Regions from separate parts of the Rattus norvegicus genome. Here all the other regions are linked to region 1. A link is a contact called in public Hi-C and HiChIP or PLAC-seq data. All regions are on one chromosome and are shown on one strand. The core of a region is the stretch at or near the end of the contact, and the rest is flanking DNA. Distances in the headings are between cores, read along the strand shown. Region 1 holds the start of Tcp1 (t-complex 1). Region 2 holds the start of Wtap (WT1 associated protein). Region 3 holds the start of Acat2 (acetyl-CoA acetyltransferase 2).

Region 1 (4,672 bases), core at 932-3,431:
GTTTAAAGGCAGAACACCAGCTTTGTGTGCCAAGGGTCCTGGTCTAAGCTTCGAAGTTGTCCCAAAACAAAATTTAATATTTATTTTCATGTATATGAGTATTTTTTGGGGATGTATATCTGTGCACCACCAAGGGGGGTGGTGTCAGAGCCCTGGGAACTAGAATTACGGTGTGAGCCATCTGGGTCCTCAGCAAACTTTTAAATGAATACAAATTTTTAAAATGTTATCTTCTTTCTTTCTTTTCTTAAATAGAGTTATTTATTTATTTTAAGTATGTGAGTACACTGTAGCTATCTTCAGACACACCAGAAGAGGGTCCCCATTACAGATGGTTGTGAGCCACCATGTGGTTGCTGGGAATTGAACTCAGGACCTCTGGATGAACAATTAGTACTCTTAACCTCTGAGCCATCTCTCCAGCATCTCTCCAGCCCATCCTATTTCTATTAAGGGACTTTTAACTTTTATTCCCCACCTTAAAACTCATTACGACTCAAACTTTATTCTCTATCGTTTACCCCAATGTGCAAGCTAATAACTAACTCTACTTACCACTCTATTTTCAAAACACTTTACTCGCGCCTTTATTTACTGAACTCCAGGTACACAGACAGGTCTGTCAGTTCCTCAGACACTCAATCCCAGCCTCCTATCATCCTCTGCTAGAATGTCTTTCTTGGAAAATGATTCTGTGGCTTCCTGTCCTTTAGATCTCAGCTTTTTTTTTTTTTTTTTTTTTTTTTAAAGATTCATTCATTCACTATATATAAGTACACTGCAGCTGTCTTCAGACACACCAGAAGAGGGCACCGGATCTCCCTACAGATGGTTGTGAGCCACCATGTGGTTGCTGGGAATTGAACTCAGGACCTCTGGAAGAGTAGTCGGGTGCTCCCAACCGCTGAGCCATCTCTCCAGCCCCCAGATCTCAGCTTTTTTGACATGTCACTTTCAGAGCGGCCTCATTTCATAGTCTTTTAACCTCGAGTTACCTTTTAATTGTCTTCAGGACAACTATTAGTTGCTTGCTCCAAGGTCACTTTCCTGACACATCCTGTGGCTTATCTGGCAGGGTCAGTCAGGGATTGATGAAAGTAATGTGTAAGGTGGTATGCACAGCTTTGTCAGTGAGTCAGTCACAAGCCAACTTTAATTACCTGTGCCAGAACTCACGGTTGGGCCACACTGTAGCCCAGCCCCGTTCTTTCCGGGCTACACCTAAGAGCTCCAGATTCCGAGGGTTCCGGTTGATGAACTCTGGGGCCACCGCTTCATTTTCCTTAGTCTCCACATCCGGTTGCACCGCCGGCGTGGAACTGGTTGAGAGGGATGCGAACCCACATTCTAGGAAATGGAAACGATCACAGGCATCTTTAAAAATGAATACTACGGACACAGGAAGGGCAAGCTCTAACTATTTCCATCACAAGGCCCAGAGCGGGAAGAAATGGCAGTCTGACCTTAGGTTATCACCACAGACCCACAACATTCTACTGTCACCCAGGTTCGGTTGGTACGTTCATTTCCCCACATCGGACACAAAATCGGATTTGCAAATGTGCAGGTACTGTGCACAGAGCGCAGGCAAGCAGGCGAGGCGAGATTAGTTACCCAGGTTCCTGCAAACTGACAGACATTTCCAGAACCGCGGCTGAAGCGCCATCGCTGACCGGAAGTGGGCAAAGTCTCACAGTGCCCTGCCTTCCTCTGCTCACGGTCGTCTCGGTGAATAACTAGTCGCAGCCATGTTAACTGCGGGAAAAGCAACAGGGGCCCGCAGTTCCTCGGTGTCTCCAGGACTCGGAACTAACAAGCTCCCTAGTGCTGAGTGGCCGAATGAGCGATCGGTATCTCTGGTCCACCAATCACCGCAGACGTTAAGGCGGTAGGCGGGACACGCTGGCAGTGGCCAAGATCCTGATTTCCGTTTGCCTCTTTCGCGCCTTTCTTCTACACTTTCTAATTGATCAGAAAGTCAGAGAGGCGCTTCTGGCAGTCCCCTACTTCCGGCGTTTTCAGTCTTCGCCCCGCCCAGCCCTCCGCTGTCCGCTCCTCTACATACCTCTTCCCCCAGCATGCCTTGCGGTTGGTGGAGCGTGGAGAACGGGCGGGGCGTGTTACCCAGCAGGCCCCTCGTCGTTGCTCGGGCCTCTCCACGCCGTGGTCCCCGCCGTGGTGGCCGCTATCCGGTCTCAGAGCGGAGCTATCGCTTAGTTGTCTGCGTTGGTAGTGAGATTTGCTTCGTTTCCTGAAGATGGAGGGTCCTTTGTCCGTGTTCGGGGACCGCAGCACTGGGGAAGCGATCCGCTCCCAGAACGGTAAGGGCGGGAGAATCCTGGGTCTGACTCGGGGCGGTGCAGGCCTTGGCCCAGCCGCGGTCGGTGGGCCGGGACTGCCCGCTTGGCACGGTGAAGTTCTCTCGGGAGAAGCCCGGCCGCCCTGGATCGGCCCTCAATGGCCGGCCGTTTCGGCGCCATTGCGCCCTACCGTGTAAGGGAAGAACGTTCGAGAATGGAGCACGTTTTGGGGAGGCGCTCAGGATGGGCGTGGGCGGCATGCCCTGATACATAGTAGAGGAGTTCTAGACATACATGCCTGCCACTCCCCACTGCCGGTTTGTTGGGTCCAGCCGGGTTCAAGCATCCCTGTCATAACCAGAAAAGAGTAGCTTTCACCGGTTCCATTTGCCCATGAGAAAATGCTCATAAAGTTTAAGTGGCTTTTGCGTTGCTTCCCTTCTCTGGTCGTGTTCTTGGATGTCCAGAACCTGCAGTTGACAGCTGCTCCCCCAGTAAAACTTAACGGAATGCAAATTGAATGCTATCAAGTGGTAATTAGCTCGTGGTTAACATTAATACGAATTAGCACGGGATTTGCTGCGATTGACCCTGTTTTTTAAAACATTCGTTTGTAGAAAACGTGCTTCATATTTTGCTTATATTTTTTTTACAACTCTCTTAGAAACTATTACTACTTTACCTGGGTGGACTATTGCTAGAGTCTGAAGAAAAAGACTGAGCTGAACCTTAAAGGGTTTTTTTCCCTAGTGTAGTGAACTTAAGATTGCTTATATTTTGAGGCATTAAAATCTTTGCAACAGTTGACAACACCATTACTCAATATAAAAAAATAGTTAATCTTCACTAGTCCTTAGGTGGTTTTTTTTTTTTAAATATTATGTACAGACTTGTAGATTTGAGCAAATCATAGGCGGTTGGGGTGTCTTAGTTTGTGCGTTGTTCTAATTATTTTTCACTGCTCACCTACAGTTATGGCTGCAGCTTCTATTGCCAACATTGTTAAAAGTTCTCTTGGGCCAGTTGGCTTGGATAAAATGTTGGTGGATGATATTGGTGTAAGTATATCTAATTCTTGGTAAAAATAATTTTTAAAATTCCAAAAACAAAATGTAAAGTCTTCGTTCTTACCTGGAGCTTGGTTTCCATGTTAACCCCTTCTTCCTTCGTGTTTTTCAGGATGTAACTATTACTAATGATGGGGCCACCATTCTGAAATTATTGGAGGTGGAACATCCTGCAGCCAAAGTTCTGTGTGAACTGGCTGACCTGCAAGACAAAGAAGTTGGAGATGGAACTACCTCAGTGGTGAGACGCTACCAGGGAACGGCTAGAAAATGGTCAATTTATTAGGGTTGAATCCCCATGAAGAGAAGCATATACTCTGGGTCAGAAATAAGTCAGCTTTTAAGGCAGTCTGGCAAACATTTCAGATTTAACCATTGTTACTAGTTTGTGCAATTTATGTAGGGAAAGAACTTAAGGTGATTTAGATACAAGCTTGCTTTAAATACTGAAGCCCTACGAATTTGGGGGCTTATTTTAAACCCCCTTCCTGTAATGGTGTTCACATGTAGAAAATGTTACCAGGTTTGGAATTGTTTTTCTTCATTGTTTAATAGATACTTTTGAATTTTAAGTGTGAACAGGAAATCTTGGAAATTCACAATAAAACCTTTTGGAAGTTAATTTGCTAACATATTAGTATTAATAACTAGTCAGCAAATATGCCTAACATTTTGTGAGTTGATCTGCTTAGTAGTATAATACTGTTTGGTGAGGAAGATTTTAGGCCTGGCAAAATAAATGGTGGCGGGGGGTATTTATAGACTTAACCTTTGCTGTGAAAGAATTGAATGTTTTCTAAACGGTGAAAATGGCCTTTATCTAGTCTGTTTAAAGATAATATAACTTAAAAATAACCCTAATTCCTCTCAAAAGAAGAAAATTTATTATTAAGAAAAACGGTTCTTCACAGTGTTCTCTACTTTAAATGATTTTAAAATTTAATTGACACTACTAGAAAGGTTCAAATCATTTCAATTTATTACTAGCTAGCCTTTGTTGCACTCAATCTCTAACCGAGGTGGATATAAATTCTGCTGTATTGGATTTTTACCATTTTCTGGCTTTTATAGCTTGGGCCCTTTTCACAGAATGCTTTATAGTGGTCTCCAGTTTATGTTTTCAGCAAGTTGCTACTCACTTGTCTACTGTGGCTATTCTGGTTAATGCTACTTACATCATAGCTGGGCGTTGCAGTATATGCCTTTAATCCCAGCACTTGGAAGGCAAAGATTTTCGTCAGTTCAAGACCAGCCAGGGGTGTTTGAAAACCAAAGCAAAAATGAAGTGAAGATTTGAAGTTACTG
Region 2 (4,672 bases), core at 760-3,259, 310 kb after region 1:
TTAACTACACCTTACACCAATTATCTAGGCGGCTAACAATATTTTCAAGAGTCTACATTATATACACAAAAAGACAGGAGGGACCTTGAAAATGGTAATGCTCTGTCCAAATACATCAAATGGCTATTACAAACCATAATTTAAGTAGTGTTCAAACACACTCATCTGTTTAAGAATGAAGAACTAAAGCACCCTCAGAAACACATCTGCCCAAATCCTTAAAATTCAGTTCCAACACATCAGAAGCCATCCTGTAGACTGCAACTTTCCCCAACTTGCCTGAGCAATAGTTGCTGAATGAATGAAACCTAGCCACCTCAAAAAATGTCTGTTTTTAATAGTTTCAGATGCCTACATATTTACCTATGAGAAAACCTGGTGCATGGTTTTAAAATTAAGTACTTTTAAAAATTTTTTGTAAATGTTTTGCATGTATGTATGTGCATCACGTGCATGCCTGGTGCCACCCACAGAGGTCAGAAGAGGGAAGTCAAAATTCCCAGGAACATGAGTTAAGGATGGCCACGAGCCATCAATTGGGTGCTGGACGAGCAAAAAGTACTCTTAACTCCTGGGCCAACTCTCCAGCTCCGATGCTCAAATAAATAAGTTAAAGTGAAAAACAAATAGAATTTGTAGTAACTGATTTGTGACTTCCACTTATCTTTCCAAATAATAAAATTAACTAAATGAAAAAAGCGAGGCTATAGTGAGAACGACAAAAAAGGCATAAATACAATTTACGACTATAACATGCTCACCGATCCTTACAACCAGTGTGCAGTGTCTTAGTCCTTTGGGGTCAAATTAACTGACTTCCTCATTATCAAACCAAGAACTGTGGGCTCGGGGATTAGATGAATGGCAGAATGCTGGCCTAATAACATGCATGCACAAGGCCTAGCGTTCCATCCCTAGCCGCCCCCGCCCTCCCCAATAAGAAAATATGTACACAAACAGAAAAACTTAGGTCTTTTCTCACTGTGCACTGTCTTATGAAAATCAAGTTTAAATATAGTCAAATCAGCCTTACAGAGATCCAAAACTAGACTAAAAGTTCACGAAAAATTTCAGGAAGCTGTCAAAAAAATTAACTACTCTCACAATGCATACTTATGTAAAAATGGAAGTCCACATGAGAACGTGGCTGCAATGACAAGCTACTGCGTGACGTGAAATTCCTTTTTTTTTTTTTTTAAAGAACCGAATGCATCACTTGGGTCATACAGAACTATCGGTACCTCTAGGTCCCGGGTGACGAACCCTGGAAGGTGGGAGGGGGCGACAGAGGCGGGGAAAGGACAGGCATGGCCAGTCAGCCCCGAGAGGGCGGCCTCCGGCCTCCCCGCCTCCCCAGTCGCGGGAACGCCCGCCTTGTCCCCTGCCGTCAGGAACGGGAGCAGAATGGCTGTGAAACGGTGCAAGTATCCCCACGAGCAGCAAACCGCTCTGACTAACGGGAAGCCAGCGCGGCCGCAAGCCCGGTCGCCCTTCGGGCCTGGAGTGCGTTTCGCCGGGTCCAGGGCGGCCGCGCCTCGCTTCCCGTCCCTGCAGGCCCTCGTGGCCATTCCCGCCGCGGGCCGCACCTACCTTCCCAGCCCGAGGCTGCGCGGGCGCCGCCAGTCACACAGGCCGAGGCCGCGCCGCCGCCGGCCCCCCCCCGCACTCCTCCCGCCGCAGCCCCGGAGATAGCCTTTATTTGCGGGTCTCGCAGCCACAAAATGGCGCTGAGGGAGGAAACCAGGCCCCGCCGTCGGCCCCGCCCCGCCTCGAGTGCGCCCCGCCCCGAGTGCGCCGCCGATACCCCGCCCGTGGCCCACTCACCCGAGACGCGCCTCTCGGGCGCCGCCTCGGTCACCGTGCCCGGTGCCTCCGGCCAGAAGAGACGAGGCGAGGCCGGCCCGCTCGGGGTCTCGGGGCGCGGAGGGGCAAGCGGCTCTCCGCAGCCGCACCGAGACCGTCCGCGGAGGTTCGCACCTGCCCCGTGGGGGCTCTGCAAGCTTAGCCGGGATGGGGAGGGAAGCGGCCGGAGAGAAGGGCGGGCCCGCGAGGTCAGAGGTCACCCGCGAGGCATCACGGGACGGCGGCCGCTGCCGGACACGCTCGGCGGGGCCACCTGCGGCTGCAGCACGGCCTGGGCGGAGGAATCCGAGCCGACGAGCGCGTGATTGGCTCTTCGCTGCAGGCCGCATAGCACAGGATGCTTCCGCTCGCGCTGCCGGAACGCGGAGACAGCAGCTTCACGCCTAAGCGCCCCTCGTCCTAAGTTTGGGGGCCTTAGAAGCCGCCGCTTTCCCTGCGGCCGCCGGCTTTGCTCCTTGTGGCGTCTCTGGGCTTAAGTTGAGGTGCAAGGAAGCTGCGCCTGTGGGACGTTCCAGGGCAGATCGCACACCAGAATCCCGGAGAAGGCAGCAGAGTGAGGATTCTGGAGTCCGAGAAATCACTCCAGTAAGACAGTCGCCTGGATTACAGCAAGAACGGCGTTAGTCTGCAGTCTCTTCAGCACTTCCCAGATGGGACAGTCATATTTAGGTTTAGTCGGTTTTATGAGAGCAGTTAATCCCCAGCGAAGGTGTCCTGGCTGAGATCACTTATAAGTACACAATTACAGTAGAGACCAGATGACCAGAGGAGCCATGGTGTTCCACTTAGGCTAAGAGAAAAAAAGGTCTTGGAAAACTAAAGAAAATGGGAAAAGACATGAACAGATGATTCACAGAGAAGATGTCCTTAAATATATCGTAGGAGGAGGATCAACTTTGTTTATAATGGAAATACACATTGAAATCCTGTATCCTGGTAGGGATGCAGTCATTAATAGTTAATGTGTTACTTTGGAATTACTACTGGGCTGAGTGAATAAAGCAATGTGTAGAAATACATATACACATATATGTAGGCACATACTGGGAAGACAGAAGGATATTGCAGAAACTTAATACTTACTCAAAAAGTGGTAATGGCTATAGGAGATAAAGGTAGAAGCAAGGCTTCTCTGAGTTCAAAATTTATGAAGACAAAAGGTAAAAACCCTTCAAAGTCAAGTAAATTGAAACGAACCAATTGACTCTTAAGCAGTTTGGCAGTGGAACTGAGACATAGACAAAGAATATATATAGCTACAGTGTTTTGAGTTTCACACTCTGGCACTGTGCCTGTGGATACCTAAGAATCACTCAGTTTCACTAAGTGATTTGTAATTATAACATTGTTGCTGTGGTTTTGAAGTTATGTTTATTGTAGTACAAACATTTCAATGTTACTTTCTCCAAAGATTTCTAGTGTAAAAGAAAATAAGATACAGGGCTGGAGAGATGGCTCAGCGTTAAGAGCACTGGATGCTCTTCCAGAGGTCCTGAGTTCAATTCCCAGCAACCACATGGTGGCTCACAGCCATCTGTAATGGGCTCTGATGCCCTCTTCTGGTGTGTCTGAAGACAGCCCCAGTGTACTTATATATAATAAACAAATGAGATACAAATACAAAAACCAAAGAAGTTCAGAAGCACTATTTAAAATTGAAATATCGGGGGTTGGGGATTTGGCTCAGTGGTAGAGTGCTTGCCTAGGAGGCGCAAGGCCCTGGGTTCGGTCCCCAGCTCCGAAAAAAAAAGAAAAGAAAAAAAAATTGAAATATCATCTTGAGGCTGGAGAGATAGCTCTCAATACTTAAGAGCACTTGTTGCTTTTCCAGAGGACCTGGGTTCAATTCCCAGCATTCACATGGTGGCTCATAATTGTAACTCCAGTTCCAGAGAAATGGGTCTGATGACCATTTCTGGTCTGTGGGCATACATGTGGTATACTGTGGTACATACACATATTTGAACACATTGTATTTAAAAAAATTTTTTTTGATTTAAACTTTTTTATTTTACATGCATGAGTGTTGTCTGTGTGCCTGGTGGGTGTAGAGGTCAGAAGAGGGCGGCAGATCTGGAATGGAGTTATAGATGGTTGTGAACCACCATTTAGGTGCTGGGAACTCCTGCGTCTCTGGAGTCACAGCCAGTGCTCTAATGACTGAGCTATCTCTCCAGCTTCTTGGACACATTTCAAAGTGTCTTAAGGTGAAAGACACATCCGTATCAGGTGGCTCATGACTCCACCTCCAGGGAGTTCTGACCACAGAAAGATACAACGAAGCCCATCATGTTGTACAATTAATATAGCCCATTTAAAAAAAAAAAAAAACTTAACTCCTTGATTGTCCCTTCTTCCCAGGTATTGAAGTAGTTTCCTGGGGCAATGGCTTATTTAATTGAATATTCCCAGGCAAGGGCTACAGAGATGATTCAGTGGTTAAGAGAGCTTTTATCCCTCTTGCAGAGGACGTGGGTTCAATTCTAAGCACCCACATGGCCATTCCCAATCATCCATAATGTCCTCTTCTGACCTGGGCTGGTTTCAGGCACACAAATGGCATACACACACACACACACACACACACACACACACACACACACACACACACACAAAACAGTCATACACATAAAGCTAAAAGAATCGTCCCAGGCAAAGCAGGATGGTTGTGCATCAGTGGTGACAGTAAGTGCAGCTAGCACCCACTCTTGGTGTCTAAGTTTTGTAAACTTATTTATGTACACCCTGTATGCATGTACGCCTGCATACCAAAAGTAGGCATCAGATCACGGGCTGCCCTGTGGTTGCT
Region 3 (4,672 bases), core at 553-3,052, 280 kb after region 1:
CTTGCTCCAAGATAATGGGTCAATGGTGGTAGGTGGGGTGATAACATGACCAGACTGTTTAGAGGTGCAAATCTCCAATCATCTATTTAAAGTTTAATCTCACTTCGGGGCATGAAGATGGACATGGGTTGGGGGAGGGGTCCATGGATCTCCTCCCAATTTAACCAAATTAAATAAATCTCCCCTCTCTGCTATTTACTATCCATTTTGCTCTTCCACCTAGCTTATGAAGGACAGCTGGCTGGACCTGGTTTCTTGAGATAAAGATTGGGACATCAAGTTCTATAACGACAATACTTCATATATACTGACGTTTCAAAATCCAGGGGGTGAGGATCTGAAATCAAAACAATTGTAGCTCCCAGTGTTTCAAATATGAATGTCCAACTGACACACATACAAATGGTCTCGGACAGAGGAAGAGCAGAAGTTGGTATTGAATGTTAACAATTTTCTCTACAGTTGATTCACATGTGAGCTGAGAGAGCACAGGGCAGGGCAAGAGAGTGAACTCGTGACCACATGCACGCTAACCGCACAATTCACCCCTGAGCTACACACCCAGGTCCCAAATCGATTATCAACACGAACTGACCACAGTAGTCACTGCTCTACAAACCCAGGAGAAATCAGAGGTAAGATGAAGCATTCTTCCTCCAGAGAGTCCCCTAGGAGTGAGGGACAGCCTATCTCATGACAAGTGGACAAGGGCTCTGCTGCAGCCTCACTTGCAGCTCTGGCACAGTGTCAGGCCCACACACTTTTCTTGACTGTGTGACATTTTAGGGGTATGTGGAGAACTATGCATACTTTCCCGTGCATCAGGCTGGCCCTGCTCCTAACAATGCAAAGGCGGTCACACCACTGGTCTAAAATCACTCAGGAAAACTTTCATAAGGAAGCTTTGACCTCAGCTACAGGAAGGAGGAGGGACAGAAAGAATCCTAGCACAGGGAACTCCAAAGCAATGTGTGGTGGTGGTGGTGGTGGTGGTGGTGGTGGTGGTGGTGGTGGTGGTGGTGGTGGTGGTGGTGGTGGTGATAGGGTGTGCGAGCATAAATGTTCTGTTCTAATGAACCAGACCTGTCCTGGGCTATTGAAGAGTTACCTGCAGTCAAAACGTGTCCAAATATGACCTCGGACACCTCTTCTGGAGCCACTTTGGCTCTCTGAAGGACTTCTTTGATAACAGTTGTCCCCAGGTTGTGGACAGGCACGGTGGACAGGGCACCATTGAAGGAACCTATAATGGAATGGGGAAGAGGGAAGGCATCTGAACCAAGAGCACCCTGAGGACCACGGAGGGGGTGGATGGAACAACATGCTTTCCAAATAAAAACGGCTGGAGCCAAGGCGGGAAACGGCGATGGCGACTTCCAGGACAATGCTAAGGCCAAGGCCTGCCTGGAGGACGAGCTCAGACCACCAGCTCCCGGCCCCCCGCCACCACAGCGTGATCAATGGTGCACCGCTGAGCGGACCAATCAGCGATCAGGAGAGAGAGCGCGTCCCAACGCCAGCCAATAGGTGAGATTGGCAGAGCGGTGGCTCTACTGGGAGGAACCAATCGCAGCACAAGAGGCGGGGCCTCGGGCGAGGCGCGGGGCACTGAGCAGTGGTGTCGGTGGCCGGCCGCCCCCTCCCTGTCACGCGAGCTCGGGTCTCCGCGCACCTGTCGGGGAGGTGGGTCGCAGGCCGATGTGACCCTGTGGGACACTCACCTATGGCGGTCCGCGCCGCTGAGATGATGACGACGGGGTCCGAGCCTGCATTCATCCTGTAGCTCCGAGGTCTGCTAGCTCTCAGCCCGGCGCTCTCTGCGACTGAGGTAAAACTTCTTCCAGCCTGACAGGCCGTGCTGGGGGGCGGAACTATGGCCTCCACGCCACGCCTCCTCACGCCTGCGCAGGACGCTGGGCGGGTCTAAGTCCCGGAATTTGGGGTAAGGGGTTTCTATGCAACATGGCCATGTCGGGGTTTTGGGGTGTGGAGGATCCAGGGATGTTGTGTTGGAGGTAGACAGTCTAGGGGTGTCGAAGAGCGGTGTGGTGTGCAGACGACTGGTCTAAAAGTCTTAGGTGGGGTCGGTTGTAAACGGCCCAAGGGTGAGATTTTTTTTTTTCTAGGTGAACTTTTGGACCTAGCTTAACCTTTTCCGGATTGGCATCTCCAGTCTCTTCTGGAAGGTCCTCCTCCTCATCGCTGACAGCTTTTGAGCGCGTAGCCTCTTTACTAACAGAGATCCTTAGAGCAGTGTATCTCTGCTGTCCAATCCTTTCGTACTTACTCAACCAAAGTAAGTACTTACTGTCTTGTGTCATTCATACCTTTTGCATATACCCTCTGGCCATCCCCCAGTCCCAACCCTAGCACAGCCCTAGCTGCAGTGTTCCCAGTGGTTTGAAAGGAGAGTCATCCTGATTTACCGCTGCAGCTTGCTGGCCCTCAGAGAATGCCGTCTGTTTAGGAAAGCAGAATTCTGTGGTGGAAGGAAAGTCTTTTCTCGGCAAGTCTTGCCGTCAGTGGGTCAGTGGACAGTGGAGTAAGAGAACAGCACCACAGGTTGTGAGAAAGAAAGACAAACAAACCAAACAACAACTGATCAACTGGTATATCCTCCTATTTCAGGAGTAAAGCAAACTGAAAAATTAAGATTTTGAGAGAGGCAGGTGGATCAAATAAGATGGATAAGTAGGCTCTAGAGTTGAGGCTAAATTCTGGATTGTGTTCCCTGTTTCCTCAGGGGTCCAAGATATGCAAAGGATTTCCCATGCTTCCATGCTTCCTACATTTTAAAAAGATGTATTATTCTATGCCTATGGAGGTTTTGTCTGCGTATATGTCTGGGTACTGTGTGACCATGCAGTGCATGAGTAGGCTAAAAAAGGTTGTTGGATCTTCTGGGACTGGAGTTAGAACAGGTTGTCAGCTGCCCTCTAAGTCCTAGGAACCGAACTCTGGTTCTCTGGAAGAACAGTAAATGCTATTAACTCCCAAGCCACCTCTCCAGACCCCATGTTTATTACATTGCTTCCTTCTTTAACGATGATTTATTTTTATGTGTTTTTGTTTGCATGCATGTATGTGCACTGTTCACGCGAACCTAGTGTCTGCAGAGGCAAGAAGAGGATGCTGGATCCCCTGGAACTGGAATCGCAGACGGTTGTGAGCTACCCCGTGGTTGCTAGGTACCAAACCCAGTCTCTGCAGGGGCAGTTAAGTGCTCTTCACCCTGTGCCCTCTACTTTCCCACTACTCTGGCCACTCTCCAGTCCCCTTTGTGGCTTTACTCTGACTGCCCCTCACCCAACTTTGCAGCAGCTTCCTGGGAAACAGCATGTCCACCCACCCCATCACTTCAGTCACCACCCATTATGCTAACAACTCTGGAATCCTAACTTTGTTGCCTGTGAGCAGACTGGCCCTCTCTAAACTTTCTATGACAACTTATCACATCTAACCCAAACTCATATTTACTTCTTTTGTTTATTTCTTCTGACTGAAGAAAGTCACAGGGAGTAATGTGACCTTCTGTTAGCTAAGCTAGAAATCTCTGGAACTCCATTTAGGCTTTACTTCCTCCAGGAAGCCTTCCTAAATTCTACCCTCTGCTCTTATACCTAGTCTTTGTACTTAACCAAATAATTCTTAGTTTCTAGCTTTCTCTATCATGCTGTACAATGGACTCTGGACCCCTTCTTACACTGTCTTATTATCTATGCCTACCAGTTTAGGTAGCAAAGCTAACGAGCACTAATGTATTCCTCGTGTTCTGTGCATTGAGTACATGGATATGAGTGGGGTGGTGACATGGGCCTAGAGGCTGAGCATTTGGAAAACTGACAAAGGAGAATGAGGAGCTCAAGGGGACACGGGGCTACATGAGCCTTGGTTTCCCCTTGAGACACAGGTCTGTGGAGTTTGCTCACCAACTGTAAAGCATTTGTGCTAACAAGAGGACCAGAGTTTGGATTCTGAGAGAAACTGGAGGTAAATGTTGGGTGGATATGAAGGTCTACCTATAATTCTAGTCTCAAGACTAGATCCGTGGACTGGAACAAGCTGGGCAAGTTAGATTGGCTGTATTGCTTACCTGCTGGCATACAAATCAATCATGCCCCAAAAGAAGATAGAAACCAGTACATGAGTAGGCTAAGAGGTTGTTGGATCTTCTGGGACTGGATTAGGCTGTCAGCTGCCCTGTAAGTCCTAGGAACTGAACTCTGGTTCTCTGGAAGAACAGTAAGTGCTCTTGAGGAAGATCTCAGACATTGATCTCAGGCCTCCACACATAAACAATCATGAAAAAATGTGCAGGAATATTTTCTTCTAAGGACAAGGTGTGTGTTCACTTGTCTCCTTCCTGGAGGCTTCACCGGGAGTATGCAGTGCCAACTGCTTTTGTTGAATGATCAAAGAGAAGTCTTCATTTTAGCTCCTTATAATGGTCTACTGAGAGATGTGCCAGATGCAAGCCAAAGATAATGAGTGGAGTAAAGAATAAGAGAATAGTTTTTACTTTTCTGTTTTCATTTTATTATTCTGGTTTACAGTTCCAAAGAGATAGTCCATTATGTCAGAAAGGCATGGCAACAGGCAGAGGAAACAGGGCAGAAGGAAACTGCTACTGGTCACATTCTAATCTTTACCTGAAGCCGAGAGCTAGAATACT

What was found. A called contact is a pair of places that touch in the nucleus more often than the background predicts. HiChIP or PLAC-seq counts read pairs in DNA pulled down with a chosen protein or histone mark.
Region 2: a Hi-C map of hepatocytes shows a contact between it and region 1, with 1.7 times the contacts expected there. The contact joins the promoter of Wtap here to the promoter of Tcp1 in region 1. A contact is called at or near these places in 2 of 12 Hi-C or Micro-C datasets (frontal cortex and hepatocytes).
Region 3: an H3K27ac HiChIP or PLAC-seq map of oligodendrocytes shows a contact between it and region 1, with 10 times the contacts expected there. The contact joins the promoter of Acat2 here to the promoter of Tcp1 in region 1. A contact is called at or near these places in 1 of 12 Hi-C or Micro-C datasets (liver) and 1 of 1 datasets of contacts at active chromatin or transcription factors (oligodendrocytes).

The regions. Positions count from the first base shown.
Region 1 is chr1:50,382,036-50,386,707 of GRCr8, reverse strand. Tcp1 (t-complex 1) reads left to right here and starts at 2,181. Exons shown (of 12, transcript NM_012670.1): 1 at 2,181-2,321; 2 at 3,273-3,358; 3 at 3,480-3,608. The coding sequence starts at 2,258. Mrpl18 (mitochondrial ribosomal protein L18) reads right to left here and starts at 1,756. Exons shown (of 4, transcript NM_001106205.2): 1 at 1,615-1,756; 2 at 1,161-1,347. The coding sequence starts at 1,666.
Region 2 is chr1:50,068,310-50,072,981 of GRCr8, reverse strand. Wtap (WT1 associated protein) reads right to left here and starts at 2,009. Exons shown (of 8, transcript NM_001113542.1): 1 at 1,825-2,009.
Region 3 is chr1:50,097,970-50,102,641 of GRCr8, reverse strand. Acat2 (acetyl-CoA acetyltransferase 2) reads right to left here and starts at 1,802. Exons shown (of 9, transcript NM_001006995.1): 1 at 1,722-1,802; 2 at 1,109-1,243. The coding sequence starts at 1,776. It overlaps LOC102553528 (a long non-coding RNA gene), which reads left to right and starts at 1,692. Exons shown (of 3, transcript XR_010059062.1): 1 at 1,692-1,828; 2 at 2,127-2,296; 3 at 3,108-4,672.